Regions from separate parts of the Zea mays genome. Here region 1 is linked to region 2. Evidence: chromatin contacts called from public Hi-C data. All regions are on one chromosome and are shown on one strand. The core of a region is the stretch at or near the end of the contact, and the rest is flanking DNA. Distances in the headings are between cores, read along the strand shown.

Region 1 (3,175 bases), core at 49-2,548, 140 kb after region 2:
GCGAGGCAAGATCGTGTCTCTTGAGTGGGCGGAGCCTTGACCTGAATTGCGTCCATCAGGCCTTTGCAGCTTTGTGCTGATGGGGGTTACCAGCTGAGATTAGGAGTCTTGGGGGTACCCCTAATTATGGTCCCCGACAAACCTATACATAAAAAGAAATATCTTATCTTACTGTGGCTAAACATGTCAAATTTAGTTAAATCTGTATAATCTTAAATGTAGTAAACTGTAGTAAGGGTTCGATTTGAGGGACTAAAGATTAGTCCCTCCTTTTTTAGTCTTATTTATGGCCCGTTTGGTTTGAGGGACTAAAGATTAGTCCCTTCATTTTAGTCATATTTAGTCCCTAAATTGACAAACAGTGTGACTAAAACTAGGACTAAACTGTTTTAGTCTCTAGTCCCTCAAGGGGTGACTAAAAGAGACTAAACCATATAAATTCCACTTTTTGTCCCTCCTTTATTTCAGTTACACTAATAGCGGGAGAATGCTAAGGGGTATTTTAGTATTCTTATGATTCGTTTAGTGTGTTTTGAATAATTTTAGTCTCTAGAACCAAACATGGTAGGGACTAAATTTTAGTTTCCTAACTAAACTTTAGTTCTTGGACTAAAGGAACCAAACGAGGCCTTAGTCCATAAATTGCTAAAGGGTGGGACTAAAACATGGACTAAACTGTTTTAGTCTTTAGTCCCTTAAGGAGTCATTAAAAGGGACTAGACTATATGAATTCCACTTTTTACTCCTCCTTTATTTCAGTTGCACTAACGAGGGATATTTCAGTCCTCTTATGATTTATTTAATATATTTTGAATATTTTTAGTCCTTATAACCAAATAAGGTAGAGACTAAGTTTTAGTCTTCTAAACTTTATTCCATAGATTAGAGGCTAAGGTCTTGTTCGTTTGTGTCGGATTGCACCCGGAATCGTTCCAGCTAGTCAAAGTTTATATAAATTAGAGAAACAATTTGGTTAGGAATCGTTCCGACCCACCAATCCGGCACAAACGAACAAGCCTAAGGGGCCGTTCGTTTGTTTCGGAATGGAGGCCTAGAACAAATTCTAACCGGTTTGGTTCTCTAATTTATATAAGTTTTGATCAGCTGGATTGATTCCTGGTCCATTCCTGGACAAACGAACAAGGCCTAAGTGAGGCAGCAAACCAAACGTTTACTAAAAATGCAAGTGGCCAAGATTTGGCTGTGCCGTCAGCCTTTGCAGTTCTAAAATTGACCATGTGATCGAAAATCCAAGCAGAAAGTTGTACCTTTACCCTGGAGGGGGCTGATGCGTCGCTTCATTTCTGCTCTTCTGCCGTCTAGTCCTTTGTACTGACCGGCGCTCCGGTCGTCTCCTCGCGCTTGCGGGTTCCCCGTCCCCACCCCACGCCGGGGGCAAGAGATGGAGAACGCGGTGGTGCTCCGGGAGTGGTTTGACCGCGTCGACGCCGGCCGCACCGGCAACATCACCGCTGCCCAGCTCCAGGTTCGCTCCCCTCTTCGCCATAGCCTTCACCCGCCGATCCGTTCTACCGTTAGAGGTGCTGAGTGCTGATCGCTAACGCGCTCCAACCGGCTGGGTTCCCACCATCACCAGGGCGCGCTCGCTGTCGGCAACCTCAACTTCCCCATCTCCGTCGTGCAGCAGATGATTAGGTCGTCTTTTCACCCCTTGCCTTCTGTTATGTTCCCTACTTCCCTCTGTTTTTCCGGGTTTTTTTTTTTTTACTTCGCGGCTAGCAACGATAACGGCCTTTTGGTGCAGGATGTATGACTTCGATCGGAATGGCACCATGAACTTCGAAGGTTAGGCGCACCATTATTGCTAAGAGCAACTCCAAACTCTATATACTTCTTAATTGCCAGGAATAGAGGTTTTGGTGGGAAAAAATATCCTTAAACAACTTCTTTAAATAGTTATCCAAATATAACCATCTTCCATTCCATATTTCTTGCTAACCAAAGATAGAAAACGAGAATGGTTAAAAGCTGAGAGTAAAAAGATATAGAATGTGATTTTATGCAAATGACTCTCCAAACGATAATTTAGAGAAGGAAATTTTGAAAAACTTTTGGAGATGCTCTAAGTGAATGAAGAGAGCTGGTGGAGCTCTAGTCTTTCATTGTGACTTATCCAGTTATGACCTATGAGTTATTCTAGACTCTTATATCTGTTTTCCCTTCGCAGAGTTTCTGGCTCTTAACAAATTCCTACAGAAGGTATGTATGTGGCTTCTCTAATTTGGATCTGTTGCGCATTTAGGAATTAGGATTAGATGATTAGTGGATTACTCACTCAGACAAGCATCTTCTGCAACAGGCAATTTTTCTGTTTCATAATCAACTGGGTCTGATATGTCTCATACCAACTAATGGCCGTGAGAATGTTATTTAGGCTTATATAAGTTATACAGAAGATGTTTCGTTATGATAATGCACAAAAGTTATGGTGTGCAATGAAAGGTATATTTGAGAGTAATAGAAATAGACTCATTGTGCTGCATCCTTAACTGTAAGTTTCTTGTGTGCGACTCATCGTAATCGCAGGTGTTTCCTGTTTCCAATTTGCAGGTGCAAAATGTGTTTTCCACCCTGGATAGGTACTGTCTTTCACTTATTTTCGTTTGTTCCCTGAACTGGCTTTTCTTTGTGCCCCCACCCTTTTAATTCATTTTTTTATAATATATAACATACTGTTAGGGCAACCCCTCCTGTTTCCTAAAAAAATTATTGACATCTCTAACATCAAGATTGGAGATTGTTCCTGCGCTTCCTGAAGTCTTTTTTTGTCATGATTTGCATTTTCATGAGTTTTAGTTTCCTCTTACCGAGCTTCTTATGTTGTTTCTGTATGTGATAGATTGTAGCTACTAGCTAGCAGCTTCTTAAGGACCCACACTATAAGTTTTAATATTCTTGGTTTTCTTGTTAACTTCAGGGGTCGTGGATTTCTAAGTCTTGAGGAGGTGTACCAGGTAATATGTTAGTTTCTCCAGTTAGGCGGCCTGTGTATATTCAGCTCTTTCAGGTCTTTTTTGTATCAGCTAAAATAGGTTGCTAGCTTCTAAAAAAGCTCTAGCTGATTCAAACAGCCTAGCTCATAGTCTAGTTTATAGCCCATTTTGAACTATATTCAACCATCTAGCTTAAAATAAGCTATTAGCTGACTCTGTCT
Region 2 (3,023 bases), core at 123-2,622:
GCGGCCGGCGATGTGGGCGGTCGGGATCGGGTACCTCGGCGCGTTCCTGACGGCGTCGTACCTGGAGGGGAAGTAGTCGACCTCCTCGTGGCGGTGCATGAAGTTCATGGATCCGTCGTAGTGGTTGTTGTGGTGTGCGCACTTGGGCGCGTTGGCCGGTAGCAGCAGGTAGTTGGGGCCGAGGCGGTGGCGCTGCGTGTCGGAGTAGGAGAAGATCCTGGTCTGCAGCAGCTTGTCGTCGGAGTAGTAGATACCAGGGACGATGAGGCCCGGGCAGAAGGCCAGCTGCTCGTTCTCCGCGAAGAAGTTGTCGATGTTGCGGTTGAGCACCAGGCGGCCCACGGGCTGCAGCGGGAACGCGTCCTCGGGCCACGTCTTGGTCACGTCCAGCGGGTCCAGGTCGTCGAGGCGGTCTTCCATCTCGGGGTCCATGGTCTGGATGTAGAGCGTCCACTCGGGGAAGTTCCCCGCCGCGATGGCGTCCGTGAGGTCCTTGGTGGCGTGGCTGTGGTTGGCGCCGCCAACGGCGACGGCCTCGTCGTCCATCAGCGAGCGCACGCCGCAGGTGGGGCGCCAGTGGAACTTGACGTAGGTGACGGTGCCGGCGCGGCTGACGAGCGTGTACGTGTGCACCCCGGATCCGTCCATGTGGCGGTAGTCGGCGGGGATGCCGACGTCGTCGAAGAGGAAGGAGAACATGTGCAGGCTCTCCGGGTGGTGCGAGAAGAAGTCGAGGATGCGCCAGTTGTCCTGGATGTGCGTCCGCGGGTTGGGCTTGAGCGCGTGCACCATGTCCGGGAACTTGATGCCGTCGCGGATGAAGAAGACGGGGAAGTTGTTGCCCACCAGGTCCCAGTTGCCCTCCCGGGTGTAGAACTTGACGGCGAACCCGCGCGGGTCGCGCAGCGTCTCGGGGCTCCCGCGCTCGTGGATCACCGTGGAGAAGCGGACGATGACGGGCGTCTGCACCCCGGGCGCGCGCAGGAAGTCGGCGCACGTCAGGTGGGTGATGTCGTGGGTCACCTCGAAGAAGCCCTTGGCGCTGGCGCCACGCGCGTGCACCACGCGCTCCGGGATGCGCTCGCGGTCGAAGTTGGCTAGCTTCTCCACCAGGTGGTAGTCCTCCAGCAGGATGGGACCTCGTGCGCCGACGGTGAGGGAGCTGTCGTTGTTCCACACGGGGGCGCCGGAGTTGGTGGTCCAGTACGGGGCGTTGAAGGCGCTCGACGGGCGGTGCTGCACAAGCATGCATGCATATATGAACAGCCGTCCGATCCATCGTCAACGACGAAACACGAATTGAGACAGCAAACAAGAACGGCGTACCTTGTACGGGTCCATGGCCGCTACGACGTACGTACGCAAGGTCGGCCTGCGAGGAGGCTGCGACACGGATAGCGCCGGTCGTTATATATAGCCGGAGCAACGAGTGACGGGGGAGGAGGCTCTTTTTGCCCTCGACTGGGTGGGTTCTGCTGTAGGCCGCGCCTCATCCACACGCTCACCGGCGCGCGCCGTCCTCCAGAAAAAAAAAGCGCAGGTTTTGTTTGTTGCCGGATAAGCCTAGCGAAGGCAGGAAAAGGTTGAAATCATGGGCAGATATTCTCGCTGCAGATGCCGTTCACACTGCCGTGCCGAGACAAGAGCCCAGCACAGCAGCGAGCTCATGGGCAGGGCGACGTGGATGCGCCATGAACATGACATGCCTACGGCGAGCCGAGCCTTCCCAAAAGCCACCCAGATTTTTTTTCACGGCCAAGGCCAATGCGTTGCGTTACACGGCTACTACTACTTCGCGACCAGCGCACCCATTGGGGGCGTTTTTTTTTTTCATTTTTCTTTTCTCGTTCCGGGACGGTTCGATGAATAATGCACCAAAAAAAGGGAAGAAAAGACGAGCGTCGTCATGCAAGCATCCACAGCCGAGGCGCTGTTCAGTCCTGCCCACGCTCAACAACCCTATCTATCCCCCCATTCTAAAACAAACAAACAAACAAATGCTTGCGGTGAGCCGTTACGTGAGGAGGAGCTGAGGGCGGCCTGCCTCCATCACCAAGCTAGCACCATTATTTTACCGCTTGGAATTTCTTTTTGTGCTGTCTGAGTTATAATATACTGTTAACATATATTAATATGCTAGGCATTCAGTCTAATAGGGTAATTCAAATAGGCTATTAGGGTAATCCGAAATTACCAACCCCGAATAGATCCATAATTTTGGTTCGATCTGTTCGATCCACCGAAAAGACCAAATAGTAGATAGATTAGTATATTTTGTTAAAATATATACGATGCATAATTTAAGTAGAAGTAATATTATTATAACAAGTGGCTATAGAAAATAGAATATACATATATATGCTATCGTTAGGATGACATCATCATGATTTTTAGCTAACAAATTCATAAATCATATAATAATACCATCACATACTAAGAACTTTTTTTTATATATTTCGTGTTATTTATTCTATTCGGGTTTTAAAGGTAGCAACCGAACCCAAACCTTGTACCCGAAATATAGTGCATGGAAGTCTTTGGTTGCACCCTAGTTGTGCAGAAGCTAGGCGTGAAATCTTATTTAGTGTTATATCGGCGTGATGCTAACTCTTGAGTTTAATAATGCGCTCTTTATTGAAAAATTTCTTCAACACCAATAAATAGGCATGGTTTGTCCCGTGTTTCATAGAGGAATTTACAGTGTGAGGTAATAATATTTATCTGGATAGGAACATAGTCTATGCAACTTCAAGGATGCGAGGTAGACACGCTGGAGTTGGGAGCACTGGCGACGAGCAGAGGCATGGCGTGGGCACACGACAGCCACCAGCCACGGTGCTGGTGGAGGGAATGGACCGCACCATAAACCTCAAGACTCAGTAAAGGCTGGACCAGGACCACGATGGATTGGAGTCCCCTGGGAGGAGACACGTCATGCATCCAATTCCTAAGTAATGTAAGCTGAAACAAAACATATGGAAACAAACAATTCTCTAGAATTTGGTCCTATGTCTTGTGTGCGT

The links. A called contact is a pair of places that touch in the nucleus more often than the background predicts.
Region 1: a Hi-C map of ear shows a contact between it and region 2, with 1.7 times the contacts expected there. The contact joins the promoter of LOC100277112 here to the promoter of LOC542230 in region 2. A contact is called at or near these places in 2 of 25 Hi-C or Micro-C datasets (ear and leaf).

The regions. Positions count from the first base shown.
Region 1 is chr1:7,233,935-7,237,109 of Zm-B73-REFERENCE-NAM-5.0, forward strand. It overlaps LOC100277112, which reads left to right and starts at 1,299. Exons shown (of 10, transcript NM_001150772.2): 1 at 1,299-1,486; 2 at 1,598-1,656; 3 at 1,766-1,806; 4 at 2,189-2,220; 5 at 2,572-2,600; 6 at 2,939-2,975. The coding sequence starts at 1,403.
Region 2 is chr1:7,098,360-7,101,382 of Zm-B73-REFERENCE-NAM-5.0, forward strand. LOC542230 (catalase 2) reads right to left here and starts at 1,373. Exons shown (of 5, transcript NM_001111840.2): 1 at 1,327-1,373; 2 at 1-1,236. The coding sequence starts at 1,341.